Regions from separate parts of the Macaca mulatta genome. Here region 1 is linked to region 2. Evidence: chromatin contacts called from public Micro-C data. All regions are on one chromosome and are shown on one strand. Each heading gives the region's core, a stretch centred on a gene start, on an enhancer-like site or on the middle of the called end of the contact. The rest is flanking DNA. Distances are from core to core; before and after follow the strand shown.

What was found. Hi-C and Micro-C count contacts between places; a contact is called where the count stands out from the background.
Region 1: a Micro-C map of CD4 T cells shows a contact between it and region 2, with 8 times the contacts expected there. The contact joins the promoter of KIRREL1 here to the promoter of LOC106993005 in region 2. A contact is called at or near these places in 4 of 14 Hi-C or Micro-C datasets (CD4 T cells, cortical neurons, fibroblasts and 1 more).

What each region holds. Positions count from the first base shown.
Region 1 is chr1:108,961,136-108,966,276 of T2T-MMU8v2.0, forward strand. It overlaps KIRREL1 (kirre like nephrin family adhesion molecule 1), which reads right to left and starts at 2,890. Exons shown (of 15, transcript XM_015112606.3): 1 at 2,445-2,890. The coding sequence starts at 2,496.
Region 2 is chr1:108,854,710-108,860,093 of T2T-MMU8v2.0, forward strand. It overlaps LOC106993005, which reads right to left and starts at 3,363. Exons shown (of 3, transcript XM_077941657.1): 1 at 2,922-3,363; 2 at 2,897-2,919; 3 at 2,610-2,895. The coding sequence starts at 3,363. The coding sequence ends at 2,737. KIRREL1 (kirre like nephrin family adhesion molecule 1) reads right to left here. Exons shown (of 15, transcript XM_015112606.3): 15 at 217-5,246. The coding sequence ends at 4,770.

The sequences.
Region 1 (5,141 bases), core at 1,640-4,139, 110 kb after region 2:
TGAAATTCTTTAAAATGCGATTTTTATTTCTCAGCCTAGGCTGTATCTCCCCTTCCCCTCTCCTCTCTGCTCCCCTCAATTCTATGGCTTCCTGCTGACACCTACTCCCCCACCCCCATTTCCCCACCATCATCCCTCCTCCCTCTTGTAGCGCCCCCCTCCGTTTCTTCTCTCCGTGCCCCAGTCCCTGACCTAGAACTCCTTTCTGAGGATGGAGGCTAAGGAAAGGGGGTCCTGCCAAGCACTCCACCTCCACGTGTGTCCCAGTCTCCCCAGACCCCTTCTCCTTCCCTCTCTGCCTCCTCCCCAGTCCCTTGCCAAGCTTCCCCCAACACTCACTAGTGATTTCCCCTCCCCTCCTGTCTCGTCTCTCCCTTTCTTTTCTCTGGTATCCTCTCCCCCCACCCCAGATACTTTCACCAGGTCCTGCTTTCACCCCTGTTGGAGCCGAGAAGTGGGAGCTCAGCATTCCCTAGCCACTCACTCCTTTCCAAAGAGAGAAAGGCACACAGCACACACTTCTTTCTGTCTCCAATTCAATCCACATGTCTCTCCTATTTGCTAACTGCTGCTTTTGTTCCTTAACACTCATTTGTATCCACGTTGCTGACACGTAAGGCTGTAAGAAAGGGGCAGACATAAGCTTGCCCCCAACATAGACCAATACTGACCCAGGGGCCCCCTCCACCACCACCATGACCCCCCTCCACCACCACCATGGCCTACCCCCTTCCTCCCCGACGCCAACAGCCTGGCTGAACAGTCAACTTAAGTCATCTTCCCAACTTTCTGCCAAGTGGCTGGCCTGGCCTGCCAACCCCAGGGCCAGGCCTCCTCCTTTCCCTTAGCACCACCTCCCACTCTTGGCTCACACCACAGATGTGTGCCCTTCCTATATCATAGTGTGTGCTGGGGGGCGGGCATGGGTGCCCTGTGCAGAGAGATGAATCAAGACTGGCCCCACCAACTCAGCCAGGCTTTGCCTTCGGAGCTGGGAAGAGACCTGGCAAGGAGAGGAAAGGTCCAGCGTAACACCCCACCTACAAATGCAGGAAGGGAACACAGAGCAGGGCAATCATGCCTGAGGCTGTTCTACCCAGATCCATTCCCAGACACCCCCTAAAAGAGACCACCTCCTCCATCTGCAGTCTGTACATCTCCATAGGTGTCTGCCCATATGAATGTCTGTTCAAGTTTCTTTGTTTGCTAGAGGGTTGGTTTCCGTGCGAGCGTGTGTCCTGTCCTTGTAAACGCCTGCATACATGTACTGTGTATACTTGTAATGTTCGGGTGGATGAATGCGTGAGTGTGTGCCGATCTGGGGGAGGAATCTGTCTTCCTCAGATGTCTCAGTGTCTTTGTGTATATGTGTCTGTCTCAGTGTGGAGGATGTTTGTGGGGATGTCTCCGTCTCAGTAGGTGAGTAGTCTGTCTCAGTGTCTGTGAATGTTTTACCGTGTTTGTGTGTCAATTTCTGTGTGTCAGCTCCATTTTTGGGGAGGGAGGGAGTTCAGCAGGATTCAGTCTTCCTTAGAGTCAGACCTGGCAGGCAAGAACCAACTCCCACAGACCCCAGTCCCTGCTGCAGTCTGGACCCTTGGTTCCCTCAGCCCTCTTCCCTCCCCCAACCCCAGCCCTGCCCAGGATACACTGACATCCTCATCTCTCTCAACCACCTCCCTCATCTCCCAGCCTCTCCCCTGCCAGTTCCAAATAAGCCCCAGACAGCAACACTTTCCTGAGCCCAAGTAGAGTGTCAGCCCCCTCCCCCCACCGCCTCCGCCCCCGCTCCCGTGAGTTCCCCCCACTGTATCAAGCGGGCCTGAAGCTGTATTTGGAACTCCACTGTCCACCCAGAGCCTCCGCGGGCAGGGGTTCCAAATCCCCACTAGAGGCGCCGAGACACCCCTCCCTTCCTCTAGAGGGGGCAGCCCCAGGCAGTCTGGAGTCGTGGTTCAGACTCAGACCCCCGAGGGGCTGGGCTGGAGTAGGGGGAATCCCCTTAGCAACATCTTCGGGAGGTGGGACTCAGCTTTTCGCTCACCCCCTAGCCCGAAATTCGAAATTCCAGCCTTCCCCTTAGCCTGGACTCAAGCGTCCGGAACCCCGGCCTCAGAGGACGAGGGACTGTAGGGCTGCGAGAGAAAGCGTTCGGTTCCCGGTTTCACTCGGACCTCCAGCCCTCGCGGCCCCAATGCTTGGTTCTCCCGCGCAGCCAGAGGAAACAAGTTGGGCAAATCAACGGCAAACTCATTCTCCCCAGACCCCGTTACTCAGCGCCCCCTCCCCCAGGGCTCTGAGCCCGGACCGAGCCCCCGCCTCGTGGCGTCCGGACCCAGGGACTGGCCGCGGGCCGCCGGGCACCCCAGCACTCCCCTAGCAGGGAGCAGTGCCCTGGCCCCGGGGGGAAGCCGAGCGTCCGGGGGCGGGCTGGGGGCCCTTACCTTGGGAGAAAGTATCGGAGAGAGTGAGGATCCAGACGAGGAGGCTCAGCATGCTGTCCGCCCGCCGTGCGCCCGCCCGCGGCTGGGGCCCGGAGTTGGCGAGCGAGCCAGAGGAGCGGGCTGGGGAGGAGGGGAGCCCTGGAGCCCGCCCCCCGCCCGCCCGCGCCCGCCCCTGCACACACACGCGCGCGCGCACACACTCACGCGCACAAACTCACTTCCCTGCCCTCCGATTCTCTTTATCTCTCTTTCCTCCCCGTCCTTTTTCTCGTTCTGGTCGCCCACCCCGTTTAATTATTTCTCCTCTCAAGCTTTATCTCTCTGGGTCTCTTTCGGTCTTTGCTCCCCCATTCTCTCCCCTTCTCTTCCTTCCCTCTCTCCCTCCCTGCCTCCCTGCCTGCCTCTCTCCCTCCCTCCCTCCGCCTGACGTCTACTCTCCCTCCGACGGCACCTCCCTCCACGAGCCCTCCCCCTGCCCCCGCCTCCCCCAACGCGCGGGCACACATGCACACCCCTCGCTGGAACTGAGATGGAAGGAGAGCAAAGAGAGAAAGGAATTGAGGGCAAAGGCAAAAGGGGGTGAAAAACGTGACCGTCGTGGGTTCTGGGGCAGGCACAACAGGACCCCTGGCCACCCCACCCCTTCCCATTTATAGACGCAATCTTGGTCGCAGGCTATGGAACTAAGCAGTGAAGGAGGAACATGGGCTGAGGGACATCAGCCTCTAGCTCAGAGGATGTGATGGGGGCGGGGGGAGAGAGAGAGAGAGAGTGTGTGTGTGTGTGTGTTTCCGTGTGTGTGTCTAGGAGTGGGGTGGGGGGCAGGGAGTTAAATAAACATAAAGACCTTTCTTTTTAAATTCCACACCCAAAGCCTAACCCCTAGATTCCCCAAATTAAGAATTCTCAATTGACTAATGAATGCTTGGAGAGGGGAGAGGCATGCATGCCTCTCCCCACCTACAAAAGCCCGAGCTGGTGAATGGGAGCTGTCTCTTTGACCTGCCTTGGCTTCACCCAGTCAAGGTCTAGCACGGCTAGGCGTTGGAGGACTTAACGGCCTGGAAGAGGCACAGTTGACTCCTTTCTTTGTTCATCTTAGCCTCCCACCCACCCCGAAGGAGAAGGTAGCCAACTGGATGGCTTTGAAGGGCCAAGGCTTGGCCTCACCTCCCTGAATGCAAGCCAGAGGAGAAGACAGCCACCAGAGGATCTCTAAGCACTCTGGAGTTTGAGATCTTTTAGGGTAGGGACATGGAGGAACTAGGAAGGGAGGGAATTCCTGAGAAGCGTGAGAGCATTCAGGAGGGATCTCCGCTTTCTTAAGGGCCCAGTTTGGCAACCAGTTCCTCCTCTCATCCGTGACCAGATACTTCTGCTCACAGGGTGGCTGGGGGCGCCTAGAGGTCTAGACCCTGGGGATGAACAGAGGAGTTGCAGGAATTGCACAATTTTACGATAATGTGTTGGTCCAAAGAGGTCTCCACTTCTTTCCTCTCAGATCCCAGATCTCCTGGGTATCTAACACTCCCCGCCAAGATTTCTTAATTTCTGACCCTGAAAGTAGGTGCGTGGCTCTCTGGTGCCCTCTGTTGATGTGTAGCAGCCACAGCTCCTCTTTCCTCCGCAGATCCTAACATCAGTCTGTGGTCCAGACACATCCACACACAACTAGAGGACAGAGAAAGGCAGGAAAACACCCGAGTTCATATGCGGAAGCCCCATATGCACAGACCCAGAGAATTCTTCATATGTTCCAAAACACAGGCAAACACAGTTTAAGAATAGAGCCATACCTTGACCAGAGAAATAGGACTGCAATCCCGAACGTACACAGATAGACACCAACACACAGACACATAGGGCTTTTCATTTGTTCATTCATTAATCATACATTCCACAGATATTTCTTCAGTTCCAGACTGATATTTTCCAGTCACCATTCTAGGCTTTGGGGAGACAATAATGAAAAAAAAAAGGACAAAGTCCTTCATTAATGTTCCATTCTGGAGGAAAGTGAGAGGCAGTAGAAAAAATATTAAATACACTAGGTTATGGTAAATGCTATGGGAGACAAATAAAGCAGGATAAAAGATTAGGGAGAGGGAGAGAAGGAGGAATGACTGTTCTTACAGGTAGTCAAAGAAAGCTGTTCTGCTAAAGCCACATTTGGGCACAGACCTGAAGGAACTGAGGGTTCCTAGAAACAGAGGAGCCAAGTTTCTCTAGCTCACTAAGAGCCAAAACAACAATCTGGCCTGTCTCCTCTGGTCCTTTAGCTTCCCTTTTCTCTCCCCCTTTCCTTTAATTCCAAATCCTCACCAGCTCAGTCCATAGCAAACTCACGTCTCTAGAATCTCTTCCACATAAGTCATCCAGCATCCCAGATCTCAGAGCTTAAGACCCCATAGACCTCATCCGCAGCTAGTGGTCCTCAACACCAGTTGTGCACAGCATCTCCTGAGGGCCTTTAATTTTATTATTAGTATTCTTTAACTTTTTGAGTTGGTGTTTAGATCTGTCACCTGGGCTGGAGTGCCATGGCATGATCTCAGCTCACTGTAAACTCCACCTCCCAGGTTCAAGAGATTCTCCTGCCTCAGCCTCCCAAGTAGCTGAGATTACAGGTGTGTGTCACCATGCCTGGCTAGTTTTTGCATTTTTAGTAGAGACAGCGTTTTGCCATCTTGGCCAGGC
Region 2 (5,384 bases), core at 2,113-4,612:
TGCTAACAAGATTGTGTGGAGTTTCATTGTATTGGGATTTTGGCTGCTCTCTCCCCAGAGTTAGGGTATTCTCAGGGGGGCAGCATCTGAAGAGCTCCAGAAGCAAACAGAAGAGCTCAGGGCCCATCAGTACTCAACAAGGCCGGTGGTTGGGGCCAGCAAAAAACCAGGGTAGGGACAGCAGACTGGCAGGAACGAGTGACAGTTCTATGCAAATGGAGTTATTATTATTATTTTATTATTATTAAGGGCAGGTTTGTACCAGAACTGCCCAGTATGGCCTGTGACTTCTGCGCAGCAATTATTTCTCCAGGGACAGGGCCTGGAGCTCCCTCACAGTGATGCAAAGAAATGGGATTCCCCACTAACCCCCCACACACACCTCCTTCCTACCAAATCACACATCTCTCAGTCCTCTCCAGCAGCCCAGAAGTGAGCATCGGGACCACGCTGACAAAGGTGAGCCAATGCCTTTCACAAAAAGCCTGGCCTTGAGGAGAGGAGGAGCAATACCATAGGGGGATAGGAGGAGGCCAAGAGAAGGGAATGGGATATTTAAATGCTAATTTTATAGCGTCTTCACAAAAATAAATGCCTTTCAATTACATCCCTTGGCCTGTGCACTTCAGTGTTCATTACGGCCTTGCCAGGGTCAGGAGCTTCACTAATCCTTTTGGGCGATTATCAACATGCACAGTGGCCTGCAGAGGCACCAAGCGGTGGCCTGGCTCAGGTCAGACAGCACTAACTTGGGGAAGCCAGGATTTCTGAGGCCAGGATGCTTGGGGAGGAACTGGAGCTTAGCTGTGGGGACAGAACCTTCCACACAGCAAAGAACAAGACAGTTCGCTCCAAATGGGGTCTTGGCTTTAATGCGGCTTTCTTCAAACCCAAATGGCTGAACATTGCTATGAACGTGGGTCATGTATACTGAGACATCGATTCCGTTTTATGGAGCCTGGGACTGTGGCTCCTGACAGGTTAACGAGAGGGCACGAAACTCCAGTGCAACGTGCTCCATTTTGAAAGCAGCTAAAGCTCCCCTCAGAGTGAAGAGGAAAGTAGCCCTGCTGGGATAAGGGGAGAGCACACTGCCTGAAGACAGGGTGCTCACATGAACATTTTCACTCCAAGCAAGACAGTGATGAGAGCACAGCACTGCTCCCATCTTGGACCCTTGCCTTTCTCACTGACTAGGCTTTTTGCTTCATGCAAATTCTGTGGCTGGACTTTGAGGGATCCAGAATTTAGGATATAGGGCGGGCCCTTTACGAGGGAAGTGACCATGGCTCAGCCAAAATCACAAGATCCTTTTCAAGATCCAGAATGTATTCCAAAACTGTTGTACCCCTTTCCCTCCACTGGCTCCCCTTGCAAGCTGCTCCTTCTCAGGCGGGAGCAGCTGTGCATACTCCCCGACCTCTGGCTCCAGGCACCTTGGACTGCAGGCTTCACCTGTTTGGTAAGAAGAGCAAGCTGTCCCTGGGCCGGAGGAACGTTCCTAAGGATCAGGGTGGAGGAAGGCTACTCCCATTTTCCCTTACAGAAGCAGTGCCTGAAACCTAGGCACATAATATGCCTATGTGCATACTATGCCCTGCCCTGGCAAAAGACACGTTTGCAAACCAATCAGAAATGAGTGGGGAGCAGCACAGATGACCCAATAGCCAAAGGATAGCCCCACATCAACTTTACTCTGAGGCTTAGGGTGTGTTTTGTGTTGTTGTTTGGGATAAAGGGGTCCCTGGTGGAAACTAATTCACAACACGTCTGACAAGATAATGAAGCCCATGGTGAAAGCTGCTTCTTCGAACAGGAGAGAACCCCCCGACCAGCTCCCCAGCACTCACCATGCTTGCTACTGTTCCCAGTTCCTTGCCAGCAATGGGCAGTCCCACCCCTACTGGCAGCACAATGGGTATAACAAAACCAGAATAGTTTTAGGTTTGTGCAACTCTCCCCCTTCATTTTACAGGCCAGACAAATTGGGGGCAATGAACAGAAAGTTAGGCCAAGATCTAACCTTGGCAGCTTCAGGACTGGGTCCTGGGTCTCCTGACCTCTAGTCCCTTGCTCTTTCCACTAAAACAAGCCGTCAAAGGTGATCAGGATCACCAACTACGGAGGCACCGCCATGTTGCAGGACTCCAGGATTCAACAGCAAAGCTCTGTGATCAAGGATGCCTTCCACTCCCCAGAAGAGCTATTCCACTGGGCCCTTCAGGTAGGTTCCAATTCAGATTCTGACGGCACCAACATGTCAGTTACAGAGGGCAGAGACGACCTTGGTTGCTGATGCTTCCCTGTGCCTTCCTGGGTGCCTGCTTGACACCCAAGAGGCTCTGGTTAATGTGTTAAGGAATAGAGAACAGTGAACTAGCTCTGTGTCAGGCTTCTGAAAACTAGGCTTCCTTTCTCAACCATTTTCCCTGCACCATTAGCTCAATTACCTAGTAGCCTTAGGCCCTCTCTCCATCATTTCAGTAGAATGAAACTGATACTTAAGCCAAAAAGGGACAAATAAGAGAATCTAGCCAAACCCAAAACAAGAACGATTTTTTTGGAATGTTCATGTTTAAAAAGCCACCATCTTTAGACTTTAAGTCTTTGGATTACCCATGGCTTCTGGTTTTTGTGAAAATAATATAAATTTGCATGAATTTGTCTGTACAAGAACCTGAATTTCTTGACAGACCTTCCCACTGAGCTCTCATAAAAGGACTCTATAGAAAGGTATCAGCTTCCAGGGATGGAATACAGCTGGAAGCCTGTAAATGCCCCAGGTAGGGCCCAGTCCACAGGATTTTTCCCTGCTGAAACGAGGGAGGATGCAGAGGCTTCCTGCGAGGTTAAAACCAGAGCTACTTGCTTCCTGGGTATCATCTGGTCCTTCCTAGCAAGGGGTTGGCCAGGAATGTCGCCCCCAGACCCATCTGTAAGGGCGGTAATGGCCTGTGGCTGATAAGCATGTAACTCATTAAAGCGAACATGAGTTATGAATGGTGACCACGGAGAAAGGGCGAGGAACATTTTGGGAACTGCACCAGAGGCCCTGCCTACCACTGGGCTGCACATGCAGTTGGGGAGGTGGGAAACAGGCAACTCCAGACACTGCTTCTTAGGGAGGCGTGGCTGGGGCAGGGGTACAGGTTCTCCTTGGAGCTCCTGTTCTCTTTGGTCAGAAGGTGGTGGCTGAGAAGCAGTCACATGGAAGGTGTGTGTTGGATGTGCGTGCACATGGAGGAGGAGGAATGGCCCGTGGAATGCCTGTGGTGCCCTTCCGCGCCACCTTCTCCCGGTCAGCACAAGTTCTCTGTCAGGGCCATTTCCAGGCCCCTTACCTCTCCAGGTCCCCTCACCCATCTCTCTCCTAACACTGTAACACTTAACAGTGTGTCCGAGGCTCACAAGTACCCGCTCCCTGCACAACCGCCCACGTAGGGTCGGTCATCCAAAGCTTGACACTCAAGGCACTGAAAGTGGAAGAAGGAATCTGATTGGTCCAAGAAAAAAAAAAAAGACACTTAAAAAACCAAAACCTGTCTCCCACACCCCCTGGAAAGTGGCCTCCAACCAACTGATGGTACCTAGGGTAGGAGAGTAGAGCCGGAGAGCCAGGCCCCCTCCCTAACCCTATCGGAGCCCGCTGTGTGACAGGTCTGGCAACCTGAATGTTTAAAAATGGATTCAAAGTGCTTGGAGACTGAAAGAATAATGGAGGGTGTTAGAAACCCCATGGAGAAGAATAGGTACCACCTTTCCTTTCCAATGGGACTTGTATTTGGGTGGGGGAATCCCTACATCTTTTCTTCCCAAATGAGGTTTTCATTGTTTTTTGTTTCCTTTGAAAAATTATACAGCACCCCCCACCCCTACCTCACCACTCCTCAAACCAGCTCAAGAGTTAAAGCCAGGAAGTGGGGCAGACTGGGGAGAGGAGACCTGTGTGGCTCCCTCTAGTGTTGGTTCTGGAAACTGCTGCGCAGCACACAGCGGTCTCTGGGTCAATCAGGACATGGTCCTGGCCTTTCTTTCTCCACCAGGACCCTGACTTATCTGGCTGGCCCAGCATAGACGAGAAGGAAAGCGGGCAGTGCTGCCGGGGATTCCTGGATCCCTCTGCATGCTGACAGACAGCTGTCCACAGTGGGCCAAGGTGACTGGCATTTTGATCCCAGCTGAATGAAGGCTGGATTTGAATGCAGTGCCAGGGCTGTTCTGTAGACAAGAGCGAACATAAATCCAAGCTCCCTTCTGCAGTACCCTGAGGAAGGAGAGATGCACCCAGGGCACGAATGCAAACAACACAGGGACTGGCCAGGCTATCCTGTTTTCCACCTGTCTGTGCCACAGCCACCCACTCCCATACTTCATGTCCCTAGGCCAAAGCCTGCCCACCCTGGGTACCCCCATTTCCACTTATGGGAGATCAGAGGGGTGGGATAGAAAGGGAATGCTAAAAAGTGCCCCCTCTGCTCTCCCTAACCTTCACTTTCCCTGTCCCCATTCTAGGGTCAGGCAAGAGTGCAGGTCAGAAGAGACACATCCTCCCGAAGAAGAGGGAAGGGCAGGCCCAGGAGGCTGGGGCATGCAAAGAGCACCATCCTCGGGACGGGGTGTTTCTGGGAGACCTGCTCCCCACCTGCCACGGTGGGAGGAAGAAGGCTGGTCCGAGAAGGGAGCAATGAGCAATGCCCCTGAATATCAGGGAACAGCTGTGAAAGCCTTCTCCTCTGCCCCGCAGAGATGCCCCAGCCAGGCTCTGGCCCCTACACGTGAGTCTGCATGCGCTGCTGGAATCGCTGGCCGTAGTCCGAGTGCTGGGAGGTGTAGGAGAATCGAGTGGCTGTGGCGTACTTGCCAATGGGGTCATACGCCTCATATGGGGTCCGCTCCAGGCCAGAGGGTGGGGCCTGGGGGTAGCCCAGTCGGTAGGTGGGGTACCCGGCTGCCCCAGGGAAGGGATGGGAGTTGAACTTCTCATAGTTCTCGTAGGACAGCTGACTGGTTGTGTCGGTGCCAGCTGGGGCAGCAGGGCCAGGGGGTGTGGGCTCAGGGCCATAGTCAGAGGCAGGGGCCCGGCTATAGGTGTTGAGCTGGGCATAGCCGCTGGAGTGGGAGAGACGGGATGAGGGGCGGCCGTCGAAGCGGGCAGGGCCAGGGGCACGGTAGTCAGCATAGAGCACTGCCCTGGAAGATGGGCGGTCTTCATGGGCGCGCACGTTGTAGTAGCCATTGGTGGGGTCCTGGGGGCAATGAGAGAAGAGGATGGAGGCAGTGTTCCCTCTTGGTTGGGGATCAAGTCTCACCACGGCCTTCTGGGCTTCCTCCTCTGGCTCTCCCTATGTCCCCATCTAGCATTCCACCTCCTCTGCTCCTTCAAA